Linked DNA regions of Mus musculus: regions 1 and 3 are each linked to region 2. The links are chromatin contacts, called in public Micro-C and promoter capture Hi-C maps. All regions are on one chromosome and are shown on one strand. The core of a region is the stretch at or near the end of the contact, and the rest is flanking DNA. Distances in the headings are between cores, read along the strand shown. Region 1 holds the start of Gnl2 (guanine nucleotide binding protein-like 2 (nucleolar)). Region 2 holds the start of Mtf1 (metal response element binding transcription factor 1). Region 3 holds the start of Rspo1 (R-spondin 1).

Region 1 (4,882 bases), core at 19-2,518, 230 kb before region 2:
TAATCACCAACCAATCCCAAGTGAATCTTCCAAATGCATGGTATTATGTGACTTAATACAGTTATAAAAGATCACAAAGTAACGCAGCAACTTTCCTGCATGTTCTCCTTTAGTACTGCTACATACACAGTACTAAACATTATACGGATATATGTGGGTAGATGCCTTGAAGGCCAGAGGTATCAGATTCCCCTTGGAGTTGAACTTCCAGGTAGGTGAGAGCTGATTGAACTGGAATTGAACTCTGGTCCTCCTGCAACAGCAGTACGAGTGAGCTCTTATTCTCCCCATGTTCTCTCCAGTCTCTGAGTGTTTTCATCATTTTTTTAAAAAAATCTAATCAAAACCCTAATTATGCAAATTACAAGGAGATACAGAAGTCAGCTATCCTTGCAGCCTTACGGAGACAAGAGTATACCTAATTTTTCCCCCCACCAGTTTGAGACAGTCTCACTATGCAGACCAGGCTGGCCTCGAATTCACAAGAGATCTGTCTGTCCTGCCTTCCCAGTATTGGGAACTACAGGGATGCGTCACCAAGCCCCTCTATGACTAACCCATATTTAAACACAGTTTTAGTAGCTAAATCAAAGTGGGAGGGACTCCTCGAAAGCCTGTTTTGTTTGCCCTGTAGATGGGAATTTCTCGTATCTCAAAACCACCTCTATTGAAATCACTATATTTACCTGAAGTGTTGCTTATGCATGGTCTGATTCCACGGTCAAAGCTAAGGTGGCACGAATGCTATGGTTAAGGGTAAAATGCCACCTGGGCCAACCTACTCCACTCTGTGTCTTCAGTCTGTACCCTGTAGTCCAGATAGCCACTAACTCGTGATCCCCTCTGCCTCAGCTTCCTAAGTGCTGGGATGACAGGCATGTGCCAGGACTCCAGGACCCTAGCCCACTTTTAACTTGCCTTTCTCTACACCTCCTCCTGAGAGGCCTCGGGGCTGCCAGAGGCTGGCGTGACTCATCCCCCAACTTTAGAGCAGGTGCCTAGACCTCGGGTCCGCCGCCCAGGCCGGAACGGGCCTTCCTCCGTCCCCGACGGCTCCTGCGGCCTGGTCCCGCCCGGTCCGCCGTACCTGGGTTGGTGCTGGCCGCCGAGCGGTTGATGGTGCTCCGTCCTTTGTACTTGGGCTTCACCATCCTGACGACAGTACCGACACCGCTCTGCTACTCGCGAGGTAAACCACTTCACGACTTCCCAGCCGGGAAAGCGTCCTGTGTGAAGCACGTTGGACCCTGAACACGCGCGACGTCACTTCCGCTCGCGCTACGCGACTTCCTGAGAGCGCGCGGCGCTTGCCTAAGGCTGACCCGGCTCCGCCTCTGTCCTGCTCCCGCCTCCCCCGGGTCTAGCAACCGTCAAGCGTCCCTTCCATAGCAACGTCCAGGGCACCGGGCAGTCCTGGGTTTAGTGAGAAAAAGAGAGAAAGAGAAAAAGAGAGAAGCCTGTTCTCGGCCCAGTGCATGAGCTGATGGGAATTTGCCCTCTGAACCTTTCTAAAAGTGTTCCAGCAAGAGCGGGCAAATATCAGAACAGGTCATACCTGCCTTTAAATTTTAGGCTGGAGTAGAGCAGTTTTTAGTAACAACAGACTTTGGATTCAAGCCTCAGCTTGAAAGAAAGAGAGAGAGACAGAGAGACAGAGAGAGAGACAGAGAGAGAGAGAGAGAGAGAGAGAGAGAGACAGAGAGAGAGAGAGAGAGAGATTTTAAATTCTCCAATGGTTTATTATCGCAAAGAGAGACAGATTCAAACTCCTTCCAATCCCTACAAAACTTGTGATCTGGCTCCGTTCCTCTGACCTCATTTCTCCCTCTTCTGACATTTACACTGAATGTTGCTCTGTTTGATCACACATTCCCTGAATCGGCATCGCTGGTTCCTTCTGGTCAGTTCCTGCTCAAATATCCTCTATCCATAGGATTGCAAACACTAGCAAATTCATCAGCATGGTGACACACACCTATAATACCAATGCTCAAAAGGCAGAGGAAGGAGTTCCAGACTTGTCCACATTATATAGCATGACTTGTCTCCAAGAAGGTGGAGGAGTAGGAGTAGGAGCAGGAGGAGGGGGAGGAGGAGGAGGAGGGGGAAGCAGGAGGGGGGGAGGAGAACATCAAGAAAAAAAATACAAGACAGTGAAATTTGAATTTCAGGTTAAAAATAAATAAACACACTTTCTAGCTTATATTCCAATCATCGTTTAGGATAACTTAAAGGATCTAAGGAAACATGATATACTTGAGAGGCTAAGGCAGGAGGATTGTCACAAGTTCAAATCCAGCTTGAGCTACATAGAGAGACCCTACACCAAAAGATTTTTTTCACTGTTCACTTGTTTTTAAATGGAACTACATTCTCTTGATCTATCTGGCAGCAGCTCCTTTGGCAGAAGTATTTGCTGAGTTACTGATTTAAGTCAGCCACTCTCTTCCTGTTATTCCATCCCACCTCACTTCACGGCACATGCCACTACCCGAAATGACTCTGTTCACAAGAGCATTGGCTGCTTTCTTGGGTCTAGGCCATAAGCTTAGGAAAATGGAAATCAGGTACGTTATTCACCTCCGTGTCCCCAGAACGTAACAAAGCTGAGTGTGTTGGCATGAGCCTCTAACCTCAGCATTTGAGGTTAGACTATCTGCCGTGAGTTCAAGGCTAGTCTAGCCTGGGCTATATAGGAAGATACAAGCCAAACTGTAGAAAAAGACATTATCTTTTTGTTTGTTTGTTTGCTTGTGTTTTGAGATAGGGTTCCTTTTTGTAGCCCTAGCTGCCCTGGAACTCACTCTGTAGTCCATGCTGGCCTCCAGAGTGCTGGGATTAAAGTGTGTGCCACTTCCAGTGTGGCGGTGTGCCACCACAGCCCTCTGAGACATTATCTTGAGAGAGAGAGAGAGAGAGAGAGAGACTGTCACAAAGGTGCAGTTAAGTATGTAAAGGTCCCCTGGGCTTAAAAATTAAAAACACTTTGAACAGGCATCTGACATAAAATAAGGCCTTACTAAATCTTTCTTGGATGAATAAGGACAGAGGTGGGGGGGGGGTACCTCTTGTCTAAAGGGCCCCATGAGACCCAGGGAATTCTGTTTCCCAGATTTCAACCAAGTGCCTTTTCTGTTGGGACTTGAGTTGACAGGAGTGCCTATCTGTGTGCCTTCGAGAAGGACCAGAAAAATGCTGATTGAGTAAGATCCATGAGAAGTGTGGGGCCATTGGATCTGAGTTCATTTTGTAAGAAGAAAACCTGTGGTGAAGCGCTCCAGTTGAAAGAGGTACAGTTGAGCGCTTCTCTGAGTCTAAAACAAACAAACCCCGAAATATTCTTTCTAGAGCAAAAGCAGACTGTGTCCAGAGGAGAGATGGGAGTCTCTTTCCCTTCTTAAACTTTGCTTTTCTTGCCTCAAGGGCAAGTGTCAGGAGACTCAACTCTCCTAGGAAGGCCCTACCCCTCATATGTGCCTAAGGGGACTCAAAGAACCAATCAAAAGTGCACATTCAGTGAGGGGCTAAAGATCCTCCTTGCAATCCTCCATCCCTTTGATCCCCAGATGAGGGTACAAGAGCCTCCTCCCAGAAAGAAGATTAGATTAATGTGTTTCTGATGCTTCAACTTGGTGCAAACCAGAATAAACACGAATGGCAAAAATCAGCTCATGAGCTCATGCAGGCTTTGATCAGAGACATAATTTCATTATGAAATTTTGAATCAGGCTGTTATGAAGTCTTGCCAAAGAGTTTTATTTTCCCAGATGATATGGTGGGTTGTTTCTCTTCTACTCACCTACCCTGCTTATGTTCACTGTACAAATTTCCCATCTACTTTTACAGCCTGACCTATCAACCCTTCAAACAGCATTTGCTGAGCCTGACAACCATCCTCCGTCCTACCAGCAGATGAAGTGCCTGACAGAGGCCAGTTACACTCACGTTACCCTTGCGCTTCGACTAATCTACTTCCCACAGTTATAATACAGTGACTATATTTCACTCATTTTTTTTTCTCCTTAATGCCAGGCAACTAGAGGAGGCAAGACACCCGCAGGAACACAGTTCTCCATACATTCTGCCATACTCATAGACCACATACAACAGAGAAGGATTTAACGACCTGAAAGCTTGCAGGGTGGTTCCTCAAGTTTATGGTACATGAACACATTGCAGACTCAGTCCATAGCGTGCAGAAGCAATGCTTGCTCTCTCTCTCTCTCTCTCTCTCTCTCTCTCTCTCTCTCTCTCTCCAGACCCGGATTAGCACCTCATCCTCTGAAATCCTCTGGCTTGTAGCCACGGGTCTCGATGGATGGGGAGAATCCCTCAGAGACCATGCCTCTTTTCTGGAACAAGCCTTGGCTGTATGCTGCTGTTCTCACAGGCAGCAGAGAAGCCTGGCCTCACTTTTATCTTGTCGTTGATGTCCGGTGGGTAAAAGCAGATGCTTCTAAGGAAGACATTTTTCAGAGTGGTCTGAGGACCACTGGCATCAAAATCACTGGGCGGGGGGGTGTTAAAAATGCAGCCTCTTGAACCTCTCCCCAGCTCCCACTTGATTAAAGATAGGGGCTCAAATGTAAAAAATAACCTACCTTTTTTGTTTGTTTGTTTTTTCCAGATAGGGTTTTTCTGTGTAGCCTTGGCTGTAGACCAGGCTGGCCTTGAACTCAGAAATCCACCTGCATCTGCCTCCTGAGTGCTGGGATTAAAGGTGTGTGCCACCATGCCCGGCTAATAACCTACCTTTTAATGATCTATTTTCCCCTCCAGCACTAGGGTCAAACTGGGGCCGTCAGCATGCTAGGCAAGTGTCTACCACTGAGCTACACAGCCATGTCCCACTACCCCGAATGATACTAGGGATTGCACATAG
Region 2 (4,282 bases), core at 1,066-3,565:
TATGAGAACAGTGGTCCTATCATAAACAGTTCCAGATGAGGAAGGCACCAGTCCGTTGTCATCCACAAACCTGAGCATCTTGTCATGCGGGGTTAGGTCATCCTCCTCTCCCTTAAAGAAGATGATATTGTCGTCTGGACTGTGTTCCCCCATGGCTCACGTGTGCTCAGCCCAATTGTGAGAAATGGAAAGGTAACGGCCTTTCTGCAATAGATAACACCAGAGTTAGAACCACAGCCCAAGACACACCTATGTCCTCAAGGGATCCTTAGGGATCACTTTCCCTCATTTTAAAGAGCAAAGTGCTAATCCCAGACTTTGGAATGCAGAGGCAGGCAGACCTCTGAGAATTCCAGGCCAGCATTGTCTGCATATCAAGTTCCAGGCCAACCAGAGTTGGTGGTGAGACCCTGTCTCAAAACAAAGAGAGAGAGCAATCCAGGCCTAGGAATGGTGGTGAATGTCTTTAACCCAGCACCTGAGAGGTTGAGTAAGCTGGATCTCTCTTGAATTCCAGGTGAACCAGAGATACACAGTAAGAATCACACACACACACACACACACACACACACACACACACACACACACACTCACACACACACACACACACACACACACACGCATGCCGGGCAGCGGTGGCGCACGCCTTTAATCCCAGCACTTGGGAGGTAGAGGCAGGCGGATTTCTGAGTTCAAGGCCAGCCTGGTCTACAGAGTGAGTTCCAGGACAGCCAGGGCTAAACAGAGAAACCCAGTCTCAAAAGAATCAAACACACATACTCAATCACACAGAGGCAAACCAAAGCAAAAAAAAAAAATTATGTTCCTTGGAAATACTTAAAATCTGACACAATCAGTCACTGACAAGGAAAAAGCAAATCTTTTTTTTTCCCCCAAAAAATTCAAAGTTGGCATTCACAAGACCTTCTACTGTCACATACTTTAAAGATGGATCTATGAAGCTAAGGAGGATAAAAGAGCAAACAGGTGGCTGTTTAAAGAAAGAGTGGCTACAAACCTTCAGTGAGGTGCTCCCGTCCCAATGCCCTCCCTCCCCGCAAACACACCGTGAGGCAGTGCCACGGCCTCATGTAGTTGGTGGTGCAGAAACAACACTCTGAACATAACCACCTCCAAACCCTCCTTTTGCCCTTTACTGCTTGGACAACCTATCCGTGCCTGCTTTTCTACAGTGGGACCAGGGCTTCCTGTTTCATACAGAAAGAGAAACTGCAGGTAAAGAAAAAGGGTGGCTTCCTTCTGTCATTTCTAGAACACATCAGGTGGAGGGGCTAAACCCTAATAAGGAGTAGCTGATGCAAATCACTTTAATTATTTATATCGTAAAACATGATCTGGACCAGAGAGTACACTTGTACAGAGTGACTAGGCTTTCTGACCCGAAAGGCTGACTTAACATAAGCAATACTGACACGAGCAGCTCAGGAAATATCAGCAAAATGAATGACAGACATGCAGACGGTCTCTTTTTGAAGATAGCCTCTTGAGGAAATTACCAAATTTGAAGCTTTCATGGTCTGGAATGGTGATTCCTCCTTCACCCGAAAACACACAGGTTCTACAAATGTGGGTTTGGCAGACACAAAAGGAGAATTTAAAATAACCAGCACATCACTTAGTTCTCAACCTGGTTCTGCACTTTCTCTTCAGCTCAAGAGTCGGCAAAGTGAGCCTTTACTAGCCGGAGTGACAAGCAGGCGAGGTAGTTACCAGGCACAGGTCAAGGGATCTAATCTGAGAGGAACCAGCCCGAACCTTTGCTTACGCAACCCCAGAAATACACGTTTCTCGGTGTCTGAGAGGAGAGATAAGAGACCCGGTGGGCTGCCCCGGGAAACGCAGAGACCAACTTTCTGTAACAAGACCAGGAGGTGTGAGGGTGGCCGAGGACTGCGAACCCAGCACCTCTGAGAGACTAGCATGAGGACCCTGACCGGGAAAGCACCCCTAGTCCAGGGCTACAGAGAAAAACCCCGAGGCAGTCTGGGGGCTACGAGCTGGGCTAAGAGGGGCAGGGTCCGGGTCTCCATGGAAACAGAGAAGGGGGGCTGGATACCCATCCCCATGGAAACGGAGGAGGGGTGGGGTCCCTCGGGTGAGTGGAATGAAGTCTCAGCCGGGAATGGCTACGGCAGGGAGCCCCAGTCCCGCACCCCCCGGATAGTTCCAGCCCCAGCCGAGTCCAGCCTCTGCTTTTACCTCCGCGGCTCCCGGCAACGGCGGCAGCAGCAGCTTCTCCCCTCCCAAGCGGCACCATGATTGCCCCCACCTGTCCCTAGCGTCACTTCCGCTTCCGCTTTCCGGAGGAAGGAGAGGCCCGGGGAGCCCTGGGCCTGCTGCTGTTCGTGATTGGCTTCTACTCTCCAGGGGGCTGAGACCGCGCCTCTCCCCAGCGGGCTGTGGGCGGAGCGAGTGGAGTCTGGCGCTCCGGTGCCGCACCGGGAAGCTGACCATAGAGAGCGGGCTGTTTCGAGCGCGGGAGGATACGCGACATCAGCGGTGAAGTCGAGGTGTTCTCAGCCCCAGCTGCGTCCACAGCTGCAGCAAGAAGGCTGCAGTCAGCCGCCGCCTTCCAGATGCGTAGGCCAGCCCACGGCATCCCTCTCCTCGCCCCACTGTACCCACGCAGCATAGTTCACCTGGCTGAGGCTCCCCCCCAGGACCGGAACGCTGAGCAGAGCCCTCCAGAAACTTCTCGTTCTCACGCGCCCGCGGGAGCTAGCGGTTCCAACCTTCCTTAAGGAGGGTTTTTGCTCTAGAAAGGGTCAGCGCCACCTACTGGCCAGTCCCCTGTCAGCTCTTAACACTTATCCTACCCACCCTTGAAATCCACTCGGTGGTAGCAATATTTCAAAGCCCAAGAAGATACTTTTCTCGTGTTTCTATTATATTCCTGTATATGTAATTTTTAGACTCTCACATAAGCTAATGCTTATTTACCCCATGAACGACTTCTCTCGAATGTTTACGTTGGAGCAGTGCTCTTAGAGGCTAGATCAGGGTTCAGGCCCAAACTGCTGTGCCATTCCCTCTGAGTAAGGTTGAATAAGTGACTCTGGCGCACCAGCATGCCACAGATCAGCTGCTCTGTTCTTAAGCCACAAAGGACTAGCTGCCAGGAACTACCATCTCTTGAGAGAGGAGGATTGGGGAAGAGAAGACCAACTGACTGCTCTGACCTTAGAGTTCTTTTGAAACCAGAACCCACATTAGATGGCTCACATCCAGCTTCAGAGAGATCTGAGCCTCTGGCCTCTCCTAGCACATTCACACATGCATGTACCACCACCACCACACACATACACATAACTAAAAAAAGAGAGAACCATAGTCACCATTAAAAATACATTTTCATTAAAATATATTACATATATGAGAGGTGCTGCATTATATACAGTTGGGAGGACTGAATATCCTACAAAATCCCACTTGTTTCACCAGAACCCCCTTTCTTCAGTGCTCTTGGGGGCGACTGAGAGGCCTTGGAGTTGAGCAGAAAGGGAACAGGTGCCCTATGCATGAACATGTTTGCGGCTTGGACAGTGGAAGCATCTGGATGGCTAAAAGTTGTTTATCCAGGAACCTCTAAGCAGAGTCCTGCCGCCCCAAGCCATTCTCCTTCAGGGACTTCAGTTAGTCCAAGTATCTGACCATGAGATGCTCAGTACGGGATATGGGGAACTCACTGACTGCATGTCCTGGAGGCTGGCTGAATAAGGCAAAGTACAGTTACTTAAAACTTTTAAATAAAAATGAATAGGGAGCTATTTGTGTTAAATAACTAGAGTTGAATGTGGAACGTCAGTTCTACTATGGTGGATTGCCCCCATGTCTTCACAAGTCAGCATGGGTGTGCTAGCCAATGGCATGGAGAAGGGGCAGGTCTAGGCTCAGGTAGAAGAAACAGGTGGCTGCCATTCTTCCAGCAGCCTCAGACCAGCTTAAGGCAGTTCTTGAGCTGAAACAGGTGGGGCTGACAATTGTGGCTGCCTTAAGGAAAACAGGAGAGGAGTAGTGAGGCTCAGAGTGGACCGCAGAGGAACTGGTGAATAAACTCTTGGGCCTTCTTCTTTTCCGCCATGTCAAGCTTTTGGTGACGAGCTGGGTTCCGGAGCAGTAAGCTGCCAAATATGCTAGCTGTGCATGACAGAAACAGAAAATACCACTTAGCAACTGGGACACGGGGGTGATTAGGAGAGAGAACAGACTACCTCAAGCACTCTGTGTTAAAGGCAGGGCCTGGGTGCCTTGAACTCAGGGG
Region 3 (4,397 bases), core at 1,747-4,246, 180 kb before region 2:
CAGCTTAGGTGAGCGCATCCACCGTGTGCTCAGAACAGGGTGGGCACTAGTGGGGTTTCAATTAAGGTAGTTACATTTTTCATGAATGAGGTTTCACTGTGCGTCGCGTTCCTATGGCCCCGATAAAGGAATTTAACATCTCCTGAATCATCAGGGTAGCATGCTAAATGCAGAGCCCTGGAGTGTAGTTGCCACATTTGCATGTCTGTGGTTTGGTGGCCCTGGTCCTGAAGCTGTCACCTCTCAGGAAAGCCTGTGTCAGATAGGATGCTAGGATTGGGCAGTTCCGGCCCACCAGTCCTTGCGCCTGCAAACACTGCCTCAAACAAGTCTGGGGTCAAGCCTGTGTCTCTGACTTTGGCCTCATTCTGTGGAGTCCACCACTCAGGAAAGCTCTCCCAGCTGTCTCCATACTCTTGGTGCCCACAAAAGGGCACGAGGTACTTCAAGGCCAAGGGCTGAGCAGTCCAGCCGATGGCAGGCAACTCCTAGCCCACTCCTTTCCCATCCTCCCAGCTTCCCCCCTGGCCTGCCCCTGCCACACTCACCAAGTCCCTGGAGTCCCTGCCAATGAGAACTTCTTCCCAGCCCCCACCAAGGTCTCTAGGAAACCTGTCTCTGCTTGGCATGGAGAGGAGGGACAGATGTGAGTTTCATTGGTCCAGGGGGGCGCTCACTGACTTCCCCCTGGAGTGGAAAGAATCTCAAACACTTTCGGGCGCTGTGTATCTTTATCTCAAACCGAGCAAATGAGCTAATAGTTCATCCACACCAGGGAGTACAAGCAACAGACAGGAGCAGTGCAGTGTGGGTAAAGAGCTGAGCAGTGAAGATGCATTTGCTACAGCTGAAGGCAGACTCAGACCGGAAACAACGGCCCAGTATGGCCAGGATATTCGGCAATTTGCTGGAGGGACTGTTAAACACAGGGCAGGTCCTTAGACTGTGGTACCAAGCTCCCGAGGGCCACAGAGTCCTGTCTCTCAGGTTCCCTTTGCCTCCAGCTACTCTGGGTCCCACCTGGGCATTCACGGGGACACTGACACTCGGGAGGACAGGGAGAGGAGCCAGGAGCAGAGGGTGGACTTTTAAATACCCTTGCTTGTTTCTACCATAATTTTCGATATACTTTGGGTGTTGAATTGCTATAGCTCACAAGTTCACTTGGGAGGGCTCATTACACCACCCTGTGGGAAAGAGCAATGAGCAAGCATCGTTCAAAGCCCCAGGCACTGGTGGGGTGAGAACAACTTTGCTGGCTGGGGCAGATTCCCCCCACTTACTCTGCACCTCCTCCCACCTGCAGGGGCTAGACCTTCATTTATTCCATCACAAATGAAGGAGAAAGGATTACAGGGAAACGCGACCCTGTGGAGTTAAGGACAGAGAATTTTAAAACTAATTTGGGAACTAGGTGCCTGGGTGTCCTGGAGACTGGCTTTTGCAGAGAGTTAGGGAGGTTGGATCATCACGGCTCTGGGAATGGGCCAGCACACGGTGAAGAATCTGGGCGCCGGAGACTGAGATGGCCAGAGATCACAAACTGAGGTCACATGGGTCAGGGAGGGGAGAACCTACAGGGTGGACCCACACTGAGGAAGGGGTTCCGCTGGCTGCGGGTGGAGCTGAGGGCGGAAACTCCGCCTGAGCAGGGGGGGGGCTGGAAGAACTTTCACCTCCTTGCCTGCCACAACATTAAGATGAATTGGTATTCCGTCAGATGTCAGATACAGACCCCCCAAATGTAAACCACTTCGACAGCTTCTCATTAGCCAACACTCTCATCCCTAGGATTGGCAACCGGCCTAGGAATTAGATGCCAAAAGGAGCCGAAGTATTTCGGGGGCAGGGGTGGCACTGAGTGCCTGCCTGTGGAACCCGTGGGCACTGCAGAGCCATGTCAGGATCGGAGACTGTGGCCACCCCGCTGCCCCCCAAACCCAGAACGCGGAGAGAAGCTCTGCTCTGTGTGCCTGCACCGCTCACTATCCATTCATTCTAATATATATATATTCTCTCTCTCTCTCTCTCTCTCTCTCTCTCTCTCTCTCTCTCTCTCTCTCTCTCTCTCTCTCTCTCTCTCTCTCTCTCTCCTTCTCCCTCCCTCTCTGTGAGGCCCTGACAGGTGCCAGGGGAGCGGATCCACTGCCCCCACCTCCATGCCCCCAGCATCCCCATGAGCACTGCAAATACGCAGGATCGGGTCTCCTGTGCCCTGTCCACCCTGACGTCCCTGGGTGCCCGCAGCACACCTCTCCCCTCCAGGCCATGGTGCAGCGCATCGGCCTTCTACTGCGTCAGGCTGGGAGGAGGGACCGGGTTTACGCGAACCAGACCCGGTCGCGTGGGTCGGAGCCGGGTCGCAGCTAGGGTGCGTGGGTCGGGGCTGGGTCGCTGCTCTAGGGTGTGTGGGTCGCGTGGGTCGGGGTTAGGGATTCCAGATGGGGCTGAGTCGCAGCTGAGTTGCAGCTGGGATGCATGGGCAAGGCTGGGTGAGTGGATTGGGGCTGGGGACTTGAGGCGGGGCTGGGTCGCGTGGGTCAGGGTTGGGTCACAGCTGGGTTGCCGTTGGGATGCGTGGGGGCACGGCTGGGGCGGGAAGGTCGCGGCTGGGGACTCGGGGCGGGGTGCCCCGGGCTGATGTGCGGAGGGACGACGGGATGGGGTCGGGCTCTGCGCTGCCTCCCCAGCTCTGACTGCGCCCGGACGTGGACCCAGGACCCCAAGGCGGACGGCGCGGGCCGCGGGACTCACCTGGCGCAGCGGCCGTGGCGGGGCAGCCCGGAGGGGCGAGGGCGCGGCCACTGGGTCCCGCGTTGCCGTCGGCCCCGCGCTCCGCCCGCCGCCCAGTTGCTCAATGCCTTCTCGGCCGCCAGCGCCCCGCCCGGTGCATTGGTGCTGGGGCGGCCCGCGCGGGCCCCGCAGTGCGCCGCCCGGGCTCTGCGCCCCGCGCCCGGAGAGGGGCCGGTCCCCGGCTCGCACGAGGGAGGGAATCCCCCGGCGCCACCCCCGGCCGGCCCCCCTGCCCGATCCGTAAGAAAAAACGGACTGGAGCGCCGGGCCCGGGACTCCGTAGCCCCCTCCCGCACACCAGGACTAGGGACGCGCCGTCTGCTGTATGGCGAACGCTGCGAGCTCACGTTCCCTTTCTCCGACCCGCACCCGCTTTTCTTGGGTTAGGAGCAGGGACCCAGGATGCTTGCTAAGGCCCATGCCCTCCATCAGAATCTTGGAAAGGGGGGCAGGTACAGAATGGCTGTAATGGCCCAGCCACACCCTTCTTTCCTTCAGGATCAAACCTTCAGAGCATCTGACCAGTTTCGAAGACCCGGGGAAGGAAAGTTTTTTATCACCTCCTCGCACTGGAATCAGTGTGGGCCATCCTACAATACACCCCCCAGTCCACTCCCTGCTCCCTCATCCGTCGCCTGTGTGGCCAGGAGTAAGTTACTTAACTTCTCTGAGCCTCCCGGTTTTCATCTGTTTTGAGGGTTTCGTGAAATGAACGATGCCCAATTCCGGACAGGAACTCGAAAAATGTTTGTGAGATAACAAAGTAGGAAAGGGAGGGTTCCAGACACCTGCAACGACCTAGGAGAGGTTGAATTAAACCTGCAGGGAAGGAGGGAGCCACACGCCTGCCTGAGGGTGGCAAACAGCTGAGTTCCACCCTCTCTTTAGACTGGATGGAGAGAACCTCAAACTGCAGTCTGCCCAGTTCCAGCGGAGAGGATGGGCTGGCTAGGGGGGTGGGGGCGAGTAATGAAGACAGGCTGTGGAATCTCCTTAGTGGAGGAGGGAGCCCTGACAGTCGAGCCAAGGGCACGGGGTCGCTGGGAGTGATGGGAGATGGTGGTGATGCCAAGGATCGAGTGGCCCCTAGGGTGTCCCGATGGTCAAATGACCAGGGAGGAGCAGCAGGGTGTCTAGCCTGAGGAAGTGGAGGCTCCCCAAATGCCCAGAGTCTGGGCTCATGCTCAGAAGCCTCCCCAAGTTCATAGAAGCTGGTCCGGGACCCTGGAGCCCCTCCCAGAGGCCCTTCCCTCTCACGCTGCCCCAGCCTCCTGTGTCCGATCAGCCCTTGGCTAACGCTCTGCACCTAATCAAACAGCCTTAAATGCCGAAAACGCAATGTTTATTTTATTTTATTTTTTTACACACTTGCATAACTCCCTGACCAGCCACGCCAGGCGTCGGGCTTTTGTTTGGCTTTATTTTGTTGCAGAGAGAGAGGGAGAGGGAGAGAGAGAGAGAGAGAGAGAGAGAGAGAGAGAGAGAGAGAGAGAGAGAGAGAGAGAGAGACTCAGCATTGGCCCCTAGAAGGCGAAGCTGTCAGTGTTGGGCATGGGCTCAGGTTTCTCGCCTGAGGAAGTCTGTGGGAGTTGAGCAGTCTGGTT

What was found. Hi-C and Micro-C count contacts between places; a contact is called where the count stands out from the background. Capture Hi-C pulls out chosen DNA fragments and counts their contacts.
Region 1: a promoter capture Hi-C map of liver shows a contact between it and region 2. The contact joins the promoter of Gnl2 here to the promoter of Mtf1 in region 2. A contact is called at or near these places in 3 of 39 promoter capture datasets (hippocampal neurons, liver and pre-B cells), 4 of 484 Hi-C or Micro-C datasets (CD4 T cells, embryonic stem cells and muscle stem cells), 2 of 115 datasets of contacts at active chromatin or transcription factors (bone marrow-derived macrophages and memory CD8 T cells) and 3 of 9 other capture datasets (adipose tissue, liver and pancreatic islet).
Region 3: a contact with region 2 is called in a Micro-C map of embryonic stem cells, with 2.0 times the contacts expected there. The contact joins the promoter of Rspo1 here to the promoter of Mtf1 in region 2. A contact is called at or near these places in 1 of 39 promoter capture datasets (embryonic stem cells) and 1 of 484 Hi-C or Micro-C datasets (embryonic stem cells).

What each region holds. Positions count from the first base shown.
Region 1 is chr4:125,026,400-125,031,281 of GRCm38.p6, reverse strand. Gnl2 (guanine nucleotide binding protein-like 2 (nucleolar)) reads right to left here and starts at 1,268. Exons shown (of 16, transcript NM_145552.2): 1 at 1,088-1,268. The coding sequence starts at 1,151.
Region 2 is chr4:124,800,582-124,804,863 of GRCm38.p6, reverse strand. Mtf1 (metal response element binding transcription factor 1) reads right to left here and starts at 2,315. Exons shown (of 11, transcript NM_008636.4): 1 at 2,221-2,315; 2 at 1-204. The coding sequence starts at 153. Inpp5b (inositol polyphosphate-5-phosphatase B) reads right to left here. Exons shown (of 24, transcript NM_008385.4): 24 at 3,353-4,158. The coding sequence ends at 4,043.
Region 3 is chr4:124,985,029-124,989,425 of GRCm38.p6, reverse strand. Rspo1 (R-spondin 1) reads right to left here and starts at 2,996. Exons shown (of 6, transcript NM_138683.2): 1 at 2,755-2,996. Gm12930 (a long non-coding RNA gene) reads left to right here and starts at 2,219. Exons shown (of 3, transcript XR_003955275.1): 1 at 2,219-2,492.